2 separate regions of the Zea mays genome follow, and region 2 is linked to region 1. Evidence: chromatin contacts called from public Hi-C data. All regions are on one chromosome and are shown on one strand. Each heading gives the region's core, a stretch centred on a gene start, on an enhancer-like site or on the middle of the called end of the contact. The rest is flanking DNA. Distances are from core to core; before and after follow the strand shown.

Evidence for each region. A called contact is a pair of places that touch in the nucleus more often than the background predicts.
Region 2: a contact with region 1 is called in a Hi-C map of ear, with 2.5 times the contacts expected there. The contact joins the promoter of LOC100192681 here to the promoter of LOC100285865 in region 1. A contact is called at or near these places in 2 of 25 Hi-C or Micro-C datasets (ear and seedling).

The regions. Positions count from the first base shown.
Region 1 is chr8:153,125,103-153,131,825 of Zm-B73-REFERENCE-NAM-5.0, reverse strand. It overlaps LOC100285865 (60S ribosomal protein L18a), which reads left to right and starts at 4,321. Exons shown (of 4, transcript NM_001158755.2): 1 at 4,321-4,376; 2 at 4,467-4,582; 3 at 4,697-4,760; 4 at 5,311-5,841. The coding sequence starts at 4,362. The coding sequence ends at 5,652. LOC103636150 (a long non-coding RNA gene) reads right to left here. Exons shown (of 3, transcript XR_557814.3): 3 at 5,701-6,723.
Region 2 is chr8:153,349,414-153,356,136 of Zm-B73-REFERENCE-NAM-5.0, reverse strand. It overlaps LOC100192681 (putative RING zinc finger domain superfamily protein), which reads left to right and starts at 3,151. Exons shown (of 6, transcript NM_001137887.2): 1 at 3,151-3,330.

The DNA of each region.
Region 1 (6,723 bases), core at 3,072-5,571:
ACTTATTAGTTGTATTGATTTATCTCTCCCGCATTATTTAGCAATACTCTTTTCAAGCAAGAACTTAGTTTGTATACTCTTATATCTGTATATCTTGTTCTAACCACTAATCAAGGGATCTAGTTGGGGGATAAATTTTTTAATTTTCAGGTTTCGCCTATCCACCCCCCCTCTAGGCGACTTTCAGATATTCCAGAACAATCATATCTAATCGCTCTTTCGCATGCTCTATATGTATTCTTTTAGGGAGGGCAACCATCTTTAGAGTAGCAATTAGCTGAACCTACCAAAAAATCTTTTTGTTAGCCCTGATTTGGGAGGATTTCCCCAAACCAGCCAATAATATTATATTGGTAAAATTAAAATAAAGTGGACAAGGAAAGGCGCCTTGTCAAGCAAAGAGAAGAGCTGAAGATAGGATTAGCTTCTATCTATATTGCAGAGTTTGCTGGTACCAGGAAACACAAAAGAAATACAATACTCCTATCTAGCACCTGTCTAGATCTCCTTCCAGAAAGAAACCATAGGCTGAATGGTGGGGCCACCAGCATAGCATGAGTATACAATGAAAGCAGATCATAACCACCAGCATTATAGCTGATTTTAAAAAGTAAGTGTTACTCTGAAAGTTTCTCCTTTTCAGGGTCACAAATGATTGGATTTTTTTGGTTATATACCATTTGTTTGCTTGTATTATAGTTGCTTTTTTGTGGTTTGAATCTAACATGATTTTCCTACTTTTGTTGTATTGTTTATTTTTTAGAAAAAAACACAGTAAAAATACGGGCCTCCAGTTTATAAACACTCGGCATGTAGACTAGCGAGATAGTATATAGATTAAACAACAGTCAATAAATGATATTAGGAAGAAGCTTGTGTAACATCGGTGGCCCTATGGGGGCATGCTATGTCAACAATGCATCAGTGGCCTTGTTAGCTTTATTTTGACCCCCTCAAGGCCTTGCAACCATTTCCCAAGCCACAGTATCCAAGAGATGGCAGTGTCACTCAAAGAAGCAGCTGTTCTTAGTATGTGATTTAGGAATTCAATGAATTATATCTATGTATGGTTACACAAGTCCTATGCTGACAATCTGTAACATGTGTATGCTTGTATTTGAACCTGAAACCTGTGTAGGCTGGTGTGAGATCTGTTTGTGGTGTTTTTGGTAACCTGAAACCTATTTTCTATGCTGTGTATGTTGCTTTTTGGTAACCTGAAACCTGTTGTGTATGGTGTGCATACTACTTCGTAGAAACCTGAAATCTGTTTTGTATACAGCAGCTTCTATGCTGGTATGAGATTGAAACCATAGAAGGTGTTGTTTTGTATGCTGCTTGCATGCCCAAGGTCCCACAAAGCTTCTATGGTTCAGACTAAAGAACCTACTGTTTTATATGGCACATGGTTCCACAAAGTTACCAAAGAAGTTGATGTTTTGTATGTTTAACCTGAAACCTGTGTTTGCACAAGGTTCCGACAGCATATTCCATGGTTCAGACAACAACTTCTGCATCAAATAGTTTTGTTCAGATTTAACATAGATTTATTCAAACTAAAAACTTTTTTCAACACAAATTCTGCGTTGTCCTAATATGGCGCCCGTAAGGGCGCCTCGAGTTCTAGTAGGGTTGGTTTCAGTCCCGTTCGTTTCAGGCATGATGGGTTTCAGGCAGGAAACAAATCAAGTAGCGTCCTTGTTTGACTTCAGCAACCTGATGTAAACACTTGTTTGACTTGTCAACAAACCAAGATCACATGTTTGACATCAAATAAAGGTCATTTCTTAAAAGCAACTTGACAGTATGCATTATTACCAGCTTGTTTGACAGTAAATATTTATCTACATGCATGAAAAGCATGGGACTGAATTGTCCAAAAAGTCTAAAACGGTAAAAAACTAGCTTGTGAAAAAGCTTAAGGTCTCGTTTGTTTCGGCTTGAACCAACCGTTCCATGTCTCTTTCCAGGTGGAAAAATTATCTAGTTTGGAATCTGGCCTGAGCTGTTCGTTTCAACCCGAAATAAAAACGAAAGCGGCCCGATTTGAAGTTTCCCCTTCCTCCACGGCCCGGTTCGAATCCTGACCCCTTACCATCTAGATCAAATCCTGGGCTAGATTGAGTGGTCCACTGTTTCCTGGCCTAGAACCGTTTCTGTCCTGGAAGCCTTCCCAGGCAATCGAACGAGGTCTAAGTTGTGCCAAACATGACAATGTGTGTCGCTTGGCGTAGCAACGTGTATCGAATACAACTAGCTAAGTGCCCGTGTGTTGCGACGGTATCTGTACACTTAAGATAGACCTTACTCAAATGGAATTAATGTTATCTGACTACGCGGGTGCAACACTGGTGTACGAGTATAAATGTCTAAATAAACTAGGCTTGATGAGTGGCATGTGGCCCGACAAAGTTTTGGTCGGCCCGAGCACGACATAACTTGGCTCTATTTTATTATTTCGTTGTTTTTCTATAAAATCTCTATATTAAATTTGAATATAGAGTATAAATCATAAAAACATGTGTTCTAGTGACTATGTGGATGTGAACGTGGGTTTAGAGCAACAATTGTGCATAATTTTTCTTATTTTTACCATTTGAACCCCACATCCGTATGAAAAGTTGTAGATGAGTCCGAGAATTTATCCATATTGCCAGTACATGGCTACGGTTGTTTCTATATATCATGTGTGATTATATTTTAAATTTTCTAATTATTAGTTCATATATTAACGATATCGACCTCTCTTAATTTTATTGCAATTATACAAGTGTTGCTATGGTAGAGGGCATTGGTTCGATCTCTACTCTCACTTAATATTTTTGTTGCATGTCTTGAATTTTGATGTAGACGCAAACACGCGTGGGGAGGCCTAGGATGCTCGCGCGGGAGTGCATTGACGCACGAAGAAATCGACAAATCTCATGTATTATATAATAGTAAAGATAAATATTTTTCTGTTAAGGAGCGGCGATCGTAGAACCAGCGGCTAGCAGGGCTGTTACGCCCCGCATGGGTAGGGGCGGGCGCGATATCGAGGGAAAGGGCATGCATGGTTGGATGACATGGGGCGATAGAACGGACGCTGCAGATGTGTGGATGGCAGAACGTTGAGTTCATTCCAAAAGATATAAGGGATTTTTTTTTGCAAAAAAACGACACGTGACGACCGTTGAAACTGATGCTTTAATATAGTAGAGATAGAGACAGAGAATTTAGGCTAGTTTCATTACGCAGATATGCTTAAATATAAAGCATGGGTACCCTTAGTATATACTACCTCCATTTTTTATTTGACGTTGGATAGTTTAATTTTATACTAACGACGACAAATAAAAAAATCGGAGGGAGTATATCCTTACCAGCTATTTTATTTATGGATTTTGTAGAAAAGATAAACTATTCTTAATTAATTTTGTATAAAAACATTTAAATAGGCAAAAAAATTATAAACACAAATACTGAGATATATGTATGGGATCTAAGAGAATATGTTTCCAAGTCTAATACTTATTTTTCATGAATTAAATCAATATACTCACTACCACAACCAACTTTCAGTAACTATTATTTATTACTTCCGCCCCGAAAGAATGTCGTTTGATTTTTTTAGAACAAGTTTGACCAGTTTGTCTTATTCAAAATATTTGTAAAAATATAGAAAAATTAGTTTGTAGTTATAGTAAATGATATGATAAAATAAACCAGAATGAAAATAAACAATAATTATAATTTTCTTGAATAAAATGAGCCGTTCAAACTTGCTTTTAGAAAAGTCAAACGACATTCTTTTTGAAGATGTAGTAACAACTTAATTATTAAGTAAAGAATCTAAATGAGAGACATAGATAGATTATAGTCCTCTAAGCTGAAGAATGCATATTTACGTATGTTATAATTGATATTGCTAAAAATATATCACGACTAATTTACCAAATACCGTGTCTATGAAGATAACAATATTATTAATAACTATAGCAAAAAAAAAACAATAGCACAACAGTTGACCTTTTGAAAAACTATACATCAAAGCTATAAAAAGCTATTGGTGCATCAGGAGTTATGAAACACTTAGGCCTCCTTTGGAATTGTAGGGAATTTCAACAAAAACTAGTTCATTTTTATAAAAAAAATGCAGAAAATAGGGGAAAATGCATTCCAAAGGGAGCTTTAACCGCTTTCACGAAAGAAGGAAAGCCCAGTCATAATTTGTGCAACAAATGGGCCATTACGGCGAGAATTACGGCCCATTAGGGTTCACTTCCAAACTCGGCATCTATAAACACTTCTCTCACGCCCCGCCGCCGCCTCCGCTCGCCACCGTCGTCTAAGTTAGGCTAGGGTTCGACCAGCTAGCGGAAATGGTGGCCTTCAGGGTGAGTCTTCTCTCGCTTCGTCTCTCGGACTTCGGTGATTAGAATTTGATCCATGGGTTTGATTCGCTGCCTGCTCTCGCACGTGTGCAGTTCCATCAGTACCAGGTGGTGGGGCGCGCGCTGCCGACGCCCGGCGATGAGCACCCCAAGATCTACCGCATGAAGCTCTGGGCCACCAACGAGGTCCGCGCCAAGAGCAAGTTCTGGTGAGCGCCGCCATCTATATGTGCGATTCCTTCAGGTTTCCTTGTTGAAGGATTATTTTCCCCCCATTTTCGATGCGGGTCGTCGATTAACGTACTGTTGTTGTGAGTGCGCAGGTACTTCTTGAGGAAGTTGAAGAAGGTTAAGAAGAGCAACGGCCAGGTCCTGGCCATCAACGAGGTACGTCTGTTTCTTCGATACTGCACTTCTTTTTAGCAGCACATCGAGCTGCTGCTACATGTGAACCTTGCCATCCCTGAGCTCTCTGCCGGTCGCCCAATCTCTGTGTCAATATCGACTTTTAATGTTACTAAGAGCGATTTCTATATGGAAATGAGTGTGAGGTTATTGAAGGCAGCTCATCGTCGCTGTTGTGCTGTTATATACTCTTTGCTGGGATTGGCAAACTAGTGGCATACCTTTTCACCAAATGTTTGGCCCGGTTGTGTTTTATGCAGCTCCAGCTAGTTGTGTACCGTGATACGATGCGAATAGTATTTCTGATCATTGCTTTATTCCTAAGAACAGTTTGTCTATTTGCGACAATCAGTTTAAAATTTTGTAGGGATATCAGAAAATGATTTCGTTTTCCTCAACTACTTCCAGCTTTGCTGTCTTCCTCGGTTGCTTATACCTGACCTCTGCCTGTCATAGTTCTGTACCGTTTTTTGTTCTCATTTGCAAGAATCATTTGTGTTCTTATCCGTACAAGTTCTGTATGCTGTATCAGATCTTTGAGCGTAACCCGACGACAATCAAGAACTACGGCATCTGGCTGCGCTACCAGAGCAGAACCGGCTACCACAACATGTACAAGGAGTACCGCGACACAACCCTGAATGGCGCTGTGGAGCAGATGTACAACGAGATGGCCTCTCGCCACCGCGTGAGGTCCCCCTGCATCCAGATCATCAAGACTGCGACGGTGCACTTCAAGCTCTGCAAGAGGGACAACACTAAGCAGTTCCACAACAGTGAGATCAAGTTCCCGCTCGTGCACCGCAAGGTCAGGCCGCCGACCAGGAAGCTGAGGACCACGTTCAAGGCTTCGAGGCCCAACCTGTTCATGTGATTTAGCTGTGGTCAGTGTATGCGATCATAAGAGTCACAAGTGTTTCTGTTTTTTTTTAAGTTTTGACTTCCTAATAGTAATACTTAATCGGTTTGATGATTCAACTCGTTTTGAAGCGAGCTTGGTGAACCAATCGACGTGTTGCGGGTTGTTCGCTCTCGGCATACTTGAAGTGGTAATGTTGATCTATTCGGATTCCTTACCTCAACTATAGCTTTTCCGTTACTGAATGAACAAACGGTACAGTCTCATGGAAAGAAGTTCCAAAAATCGTAAGGTCCATGGAGATCCAAAATTCCTCGAGGTGAGCGCTAGCTGATTCCACGGTAGATAAGCACAGGGCGCCGTTTAGTGAGAAATTTAATTTAAATTTTAAAATATATAAATTGGGAGAGATCCATGCACACTCACGAAAATTATTGCTAGCTAAATTCAGCTAAAAGCCCCCACGAGAAGTTTAAAACAAAAGTTACTCGAGGTGCTGTAGTACCACCGCATGTCTGGTGTAGGGATGAAATCGGTCGGAAAACACTAAAATCATTATCATTTTCATTTTTTATCGGAAACGGTAACTCCGAAAGAGAAACGATACGAAAAATACATCAGTATTGGTCGGAACCTAAAATACAATCGGTAACTATATCAATATGGAAATATCTCAATAAAAATTCACAATACAATAAAATTTACAAAGACCACAAGTTCACAATTCACAATATAACAAGTTGATCATTGAGATCATAAGTTCATAATATAACAAGTTGATCACACAGATCACAAGTTCACAATTCACAATATAACAAGTTGATCATTGAGATCATAAGTTCATAATATAACAAGTTGATCACACAGATCACAAGTTCACAATATAACAAGTTGACCACAAAGATCACAATATAACAAGTTGACCACAAAGATCACAAGTTCACAACATAAAAAGTTGATCACAAGTTCACAATATAACAAGTCCCAAGTTGGCAATAAGTACAGTAAGAAACATTCAAAGCATTCATGTCGCATTATCATCATCTAGGTCATCATCAACAAGCTTACAACGATGCCTCACGTCCA
Region 2 (6,723 bases), core at 1,902-4,401, 230 kb before region 1:
CATGTGTATCTTTGCCATCGTTTTGAATTGATTGTAGATATTCTTAACCACCCTTCTCCCCTTTGATACCTTTGGAAGGAAGAAGGGCGAAACTAAATAATCATGTTGTCCAGTTGTTTTTTCTTATGAGATAACTCTATAAATAGATGAATAGTGTTACCGTTACATGGATCAACCATTTGTAACACTATGCATGTAGTATCTACTTCCTAGAGAGCTCCTAAAGGTATAAATAAATGAATCTTTTCTCATTCGTTACATGAATATGGTTTGTTGTTTACAGTAATCATAAATACTTCATTGTCAATATAAATGGACAAAGCTTATTGTGAGCATGTAGTTTACTTCGTCATCTGTAATTTTACATGTTTCAATACATGAGTATCTTTGCCATCATTTTGAATTGATTGCAGATATTTTCTTAACCACCCTTCTCCCCTTTGATACTTTGGAAGGAATAAGGGTGAGCCTAAATAATCATGTTGTCCAGTTGTGTTTTCTCATGAGATATCGATAGGCCCACTACACAAATAATATAATGGAACCGATTATGAGAAAGAAAATCTCGAAGTTGAGAAGGCTTTTTTAATTTTAATTTTAATTAATTCTTAGTTATGGTTGATATTGCAATTAGTTTATTAAAAGTATATTTGAAGAACTCGAATAATTCAAAAGTATAGTTGGGTGTCTATGAGCTCCACAACCTTGAGGTCCTTGGATTCTATTGAACTAAAAGACCATTATAATAAATTGGCTAACAATTTCTCTTCTAATAGCTCATGTTATATTGATTGAAATAATCTAAGTAAAGAGCTTAGTATTGTGCAATTGCCTTTATCAGATGAAACAATATCCGCCATGGAGTTTTTTTAGTATGTTATTAGAGAAATGAATTGTTGTGTTAATATTTATATTTCTTATTAGATCTTATTTACTATGTCAGTGTGACATCAACTAAAACAAGTTTTTAAGTTGAAGTTGATGATTATTTAAAGTCAAAAATATTTCAAGAAAAGTTAAATACTTTCGCTACTTTATGCATCGAAAAGATATTATCTATTATTAGACAAGATTGATGTTGGCAATGTCATCAATGGCTTTGCATCTACACAAGTTAGAAGAAATTTATGAGGTAATACCATGATACATACTTATCACTTAATATAAATATTTTTGTGGATGCACCTTGATTGTTTATCGCCAACATATATTATATTATAATATTAACATTAATTAGAAGGATCATGTCCCTAAAAGCTTAAGATTATCGCTGGCCCCTGGTCAGGGACAGAACAATCATGTTGATTATGTTCTTCCTTCACACCGCATAAATAAATAGAGAACAAGACCGATATAGAGAGTTTTGATCTCTCTACTCGAAAGTGAAGAGAACACCATCACCTCTACTCCACTAGAGCCACCAGTGACCGTCGAAATCATTCTTTCTATGACCTTTTCTAATCCTAAAGATTTATTTTTAGTAGCTTGGATTACAAAATAAGGTCCTATAATGGAATAGAGTAGCTTCTAAAACAAGCACCCTAAATATGTTTATCAGATGACAATATAAGTGATAATAGACTCTAAATTTTACATTATAAAATTTAAGGATAGAATCGTATTAGAATCGAGTTTTATTTCTATTAAGTTTTGAACTATAATTAATTAAAAACTCAAATAAATTATGAAGAAACATTTAGATCATGATCTATTAATACATCTAGATGGCAGCGACTAATAGTGGGAAAAACGAAATTGCAACAGCCAACAAGGCACATGAAAGATGCTATATACAGTCCCATGGCACATAAGATCACACGCAGAAACAAAGAGATTGGGCAATTGGCGTCACACGCTCTGTCGCTCTTGTGTCAATTCTTTCCATTCGCCTCTCTCTATTGTAAAAGGAAAAAAAAAACAGCAGACGGATAAAAAGGGGCTCGCAAATGCTATATCCCAAAAAAACGATACGCACCAGAGCCTCTTGCTCCTCGTTAGGGATGGCAATGGGTCGGGTTCGGATCGGGTATGGTAAATATCCGCCCGCGACAATACCCGCGGGCATTACTCATACCCGCCCGCGACTATACCCGCGGGTAGGATTTTGTACCCGTGCCCGTACCCATCGGGTATCGGGCGGGTATCGGATACCCGTGGATATAATTACAATCCACACAAATAAAACACATGATTCACAAACAAATGACAAGGTAGAAAAAACAAAACATAATTAATCTAATTACTGTTACAGAAGCAAACAAAAAACACATGGTTAGCTTTGCTCAGTACCTGTGCTCGGCTTGATGCCTACTACAGTACTGGCTGGGCAGGACGCCGCCCGACCCACCTCCTTGAGCTTCTCGCTCAGCTTCACGTTCCTGCTCTGCATGATGACCGAGCCATCGACGAGAGAGGACCGTCCTAGGCCTTCTGCACCAACAAGGAGACACAGCGGCGGCGGGTGGCGTCCACGGCCACCGGCACCGTGGCCAGCACAACGCGCCCCAGGAAGCCCAAGCGGTGGAGGGACAAGGAAGCAGCAGCACAGGAGCGACGAGCATGGATGTGGCGAGTTATTGCGCGGCCGAGGGGGAGGGGGACATTGCGATTGCCGCCATGGTTGCTTTCCTTCTTTCTTCCTTGATTTCGACGGAGGATGCCTTATGCCTACTGCAGTACTGGCTGGGGCAGGACGCCAGGGATGCAGGGTCGCTCTCGCTCGTCTTGATGCCTACTGCTGGCGGCCGGGTGGGACTTGGTCACTTGGAGCCTAGGGTTAGCCCAGCCGATCACAAGTTGGGCCTGCAATTGGGCCACAGTTGGCTACTTCTCTCCTGTCTACATATTTTCGGATATCCGCGGGTACCCGCGGGTAAAATACAATATCCGAACCCGATCCGATGTTACCTCGGGTCGGGTATGGGTAAAACCCGTGAGTAAAATATTGTACCCGAAACCGAACCCAACGGGTCGGATATCCGCGGATATCCGAACCCACGGGTAATATTGCCATCCGTCCTCTCTCCTCTTTCTCCCCTTTCGCCTCTCTCTTCTTCTACCACCACTCTTCTGCTCGCTAAAAAAAGCTTCTCGAGCTTATAAATACGTTCCCCTTCCCCCCGGCGCCAAGTTCCTCCCCCCGATCCGCTTCCCCCTTCCACCCGCCGATCGCCCTCCGCTCGCTCCACCGCGGCGGGCGATCGCTCATCTCCCCCTAACCTCCCCCGCTCGCGATTCCCGAGGCGAGGTGCCACCCACCGCAGATTTCTTCCGACGGACGGTTGGCTCGCTCACCCCCTACTTCGCTGATCGGATCGCGTGCTGCCCGAGGTGACTACCTGCGACCTCCCCACAGTTTCTCCCGGTATTTCTAACCCGCGATTCGCTCGGGCTAGCTCGATTGCCTTTGTGTGGCCGCGAAGGTATGTGTCTACTTGGGCGCCGGCCATTCATGCGCCAGTGGGCGGAGTGCGGGCGAAGGAATTTGATTCGCGGGAGCGTGCGATTTGAGTTCCCCGTCCGGCACTGCGTGCGAATTTCGTCGGTAATTGGATGAGGGACCTGGGACTGCAAGAGTATAACTGTGCGTATAAGGATACCGCAGTATGGGCATATGATTAATTCAGCTCGGGATTATGGACGGTCGTTTAGTTTCCATGTCTGGTTAGTGGCTAAACTTCAGAGAGGTGTTGGATTCGCCTAAATCGCTCTGCGTTATGTGCATGCACGTTGTGATGGCGTGGAGAACTTTGCTAGGCTAACTAGCATTATTTTGCTGCTTTTGGTAAGTCATCTCGAGGGGCTAGGAGATGCATCTGTCACGCTTGGGGTGTGCGATTATTGTGCAGATATACCATTTTATTGTGCATTTGTGTGCTATTTAAAATAGAAGTGCGCGTGGGTGTGATTATTGCAGAGAATGGGAAAGGAAAGAGTAAATTCCACCGAGCTACCACATTTATGTCCTAAAATCTTCACACAACTTCTGGTCAGTTTTGTAGAACCACTACCACTTTGCCTCCCTTCTCAGAATCTACCACATTTTCTTCCTACAATATTATGATTGCCTGGCTCACTCGTCAGCATCACATAGTGCAAAACTGAGTTAACAAAAGTAGTGGTAAAAATGTGATACTGATGAGTGGCCGCAGGTGTTCATGATAACCTAGGAGGCAAAGAGGTGGCATGTTTGTTTAGAAAGGTGCCCAAAGTGGTGGTAGTTTCTGAAATGGCACTAGAAGTTGTAGTTTTGTGACACGGATAAGAATGTGGTTGTTTTGTGAAATTTACTCAATGAGAAATGTGGGGCTCATGTTAGTTTGAGCCGAGTATGCCGAGCTTATTATGAGTTTGTTGGAGTTGAACTTTCCTTGGTTAAGATACCAATGATAAACATAATGGGGACTACTTTCCAGCAAATTTTGGTGTGGTTTGGGATGTTGAAGTTGTGAAGTTGTGCGGTGGGTACCTCATAGCTGTTTGGTTGGTATTTAGGAAATCAGAAATTTTGGTGTGGTTTGGGATGTTGAAGTTGTGAAGTTGTGCGGTGGGTATCTCATAGCTGTTTGGTTGGTATTTAGGAAACCAGATGACTTTTGGCAAGTGAACTTTACACTTTTTGTTTCATGACTAAAAGCTACAGCTAGTGGATTGGAGAGATGATTCTTAATTCTTCTAGGATGATGCTGATATAGTGATATCCTGAGTTACTTTTTGTTCACAGATGCTAATGTGTACACTATTTCTTGTGGATTGAGTTCCTTATGGACACTTTCAATGCAGTTTAGTTGGTCATAGAGATGTTCAAGTACATTTTTTGGTTGCAACTTTGGATGGCCATTTCTCTTTTAAGTGATTTGGTAGTGCATCCGTTTGTTTGATGTTTATATGAGCAATTTCATTTGTACTTTTCGACCATTGATTCTGTGACACTCTGGTTGATATACATATGTTTAATTGACTAATTATTTTTGCATAGTGGAATGATTTAGGGATAAATAAGCGTAAAGTACTAAATTATTTATTTTCAACAAATCACTGGCCCTCTTTGGCACTAGAAATTGCAATATTTGCAGCTACTCTTCCATAGGATGATATGTCCAACAATAGATTGGTTAATAGGATATTATAACAACTACACTGTTTTCCATGCCCTCATCAGTGTTGGTATGCTCATTGCCTCATTATACCACACATGAGCTACCAACAAAAGCAAAAAAAAAGTGAAATGTGCTTAAAAATATGTAAAAAAAAAGGAAAGAATGGTAGTAATATCACTAGGTGTTCTAAAACTGGGTTCATGGTTTTGGCGCGTGGATTGATGATTTCCATGTGGTTATACCCCTGGACAATTCTCTAGGTATACAAACTACCCCAACCAGTAATGCGCAGAAGTTTTTCTTCAATTGGTGTTATCCCTAGCCTATCCGCATATCAATGTTTCTAACTTGGTCCTCTCAGGGTTTTTTTTTCCCAAACAACGCAGAAGTGTTGTGTGTCATTTCATTAAGGAAGAAAAGGTACCAAGTACACAGAGAGGAACGAGACCTCTCCGAACTCTTAAACACACAAACACATCTCTAGAAAACGAACCCGACCACAACCAGATAGCTAGCAGCTACGGGGCCGGCGTACTCCTTAAGAGGAGCTCTTGCAGGCCTGAGGCCCCGGCTAGACACCACATGTGACCCTCGACAGCCACCAGAAAGATAACTGTTTGCGCCTGAGGTTGCACGCCATCGAACACGCAGTCAGCCAGTCATTCCTGTGCTTCCACAGTTCCCAGGTGACCAGGATAACCAAGGAGATGAAGCCCTTCCTCAGGTCTTTTTCAAGAGAAGCAGCAGCCTTACTCCACCAAGAACAGAGTCGACTTGAGTTGGGTGGCAAGACTACATACAGCCTGAACTCCCTCAAGATCCATGTCCACACCTTCCTGGAGAGCACAAAAGCGGAGAGAATGTGATTGATGGACTCCTCTCAAGGTTTGATAAACCAAATCAAATTAACATACCTTGATGAGATTTTAGATTTCTCTACTAATATAAAGCACCAGGTTCCACGGTTTCCATCCTCGTTGTGCTCCCTCACAAAAACTAAAATTATGCACAAATAGAGATTCAAACCATGGTTGTTGGCTCTATACCCACATTCATACTTACCTAGCCAACAGAAGATACATGTCTTTGTGTTTTATATTCTATACTCAAATATAAATAACATAAATAGGAACCGTAGCAATGTACGGACACTTTGCTAGTTGAGTTATTATAAATATGTTGCAAAATTTGAGTGTGTTTTAGGAAGTAATTGTGTTTGCATGATTGCATGAGTATAGTGGCTTGCCCTGCTTGATTATGGAAAAAAACTCGACCTGCGGGGGGTAAGACAGCCCCCGGGTATTGTATTAAGAAGAAGACCTTCTCACACAGGTCGAGAAAACCCCCGAACCCCTGCCCCACCCATACACAGCGGCATCGAAGCCCATGTGAGAACGACCACGACCGGGGCTGAGCCTTAGACCTGTGCTTTGGCGTGGGACAGACAAGGGGATTTTTTTAACCACAGCCTGAAATTCGCTCCCACGGGTAGTCGAACCCAGGACTTGAGGAGTGCTACTCAGACCACCTAACCAACTCAGCTAGAGGCCCTTTCGCCTGCTTGATTATGGACATTGTTGTATTTCTTGTGTTCTATCGTAATTGCATGCACGATTGGCTGGGT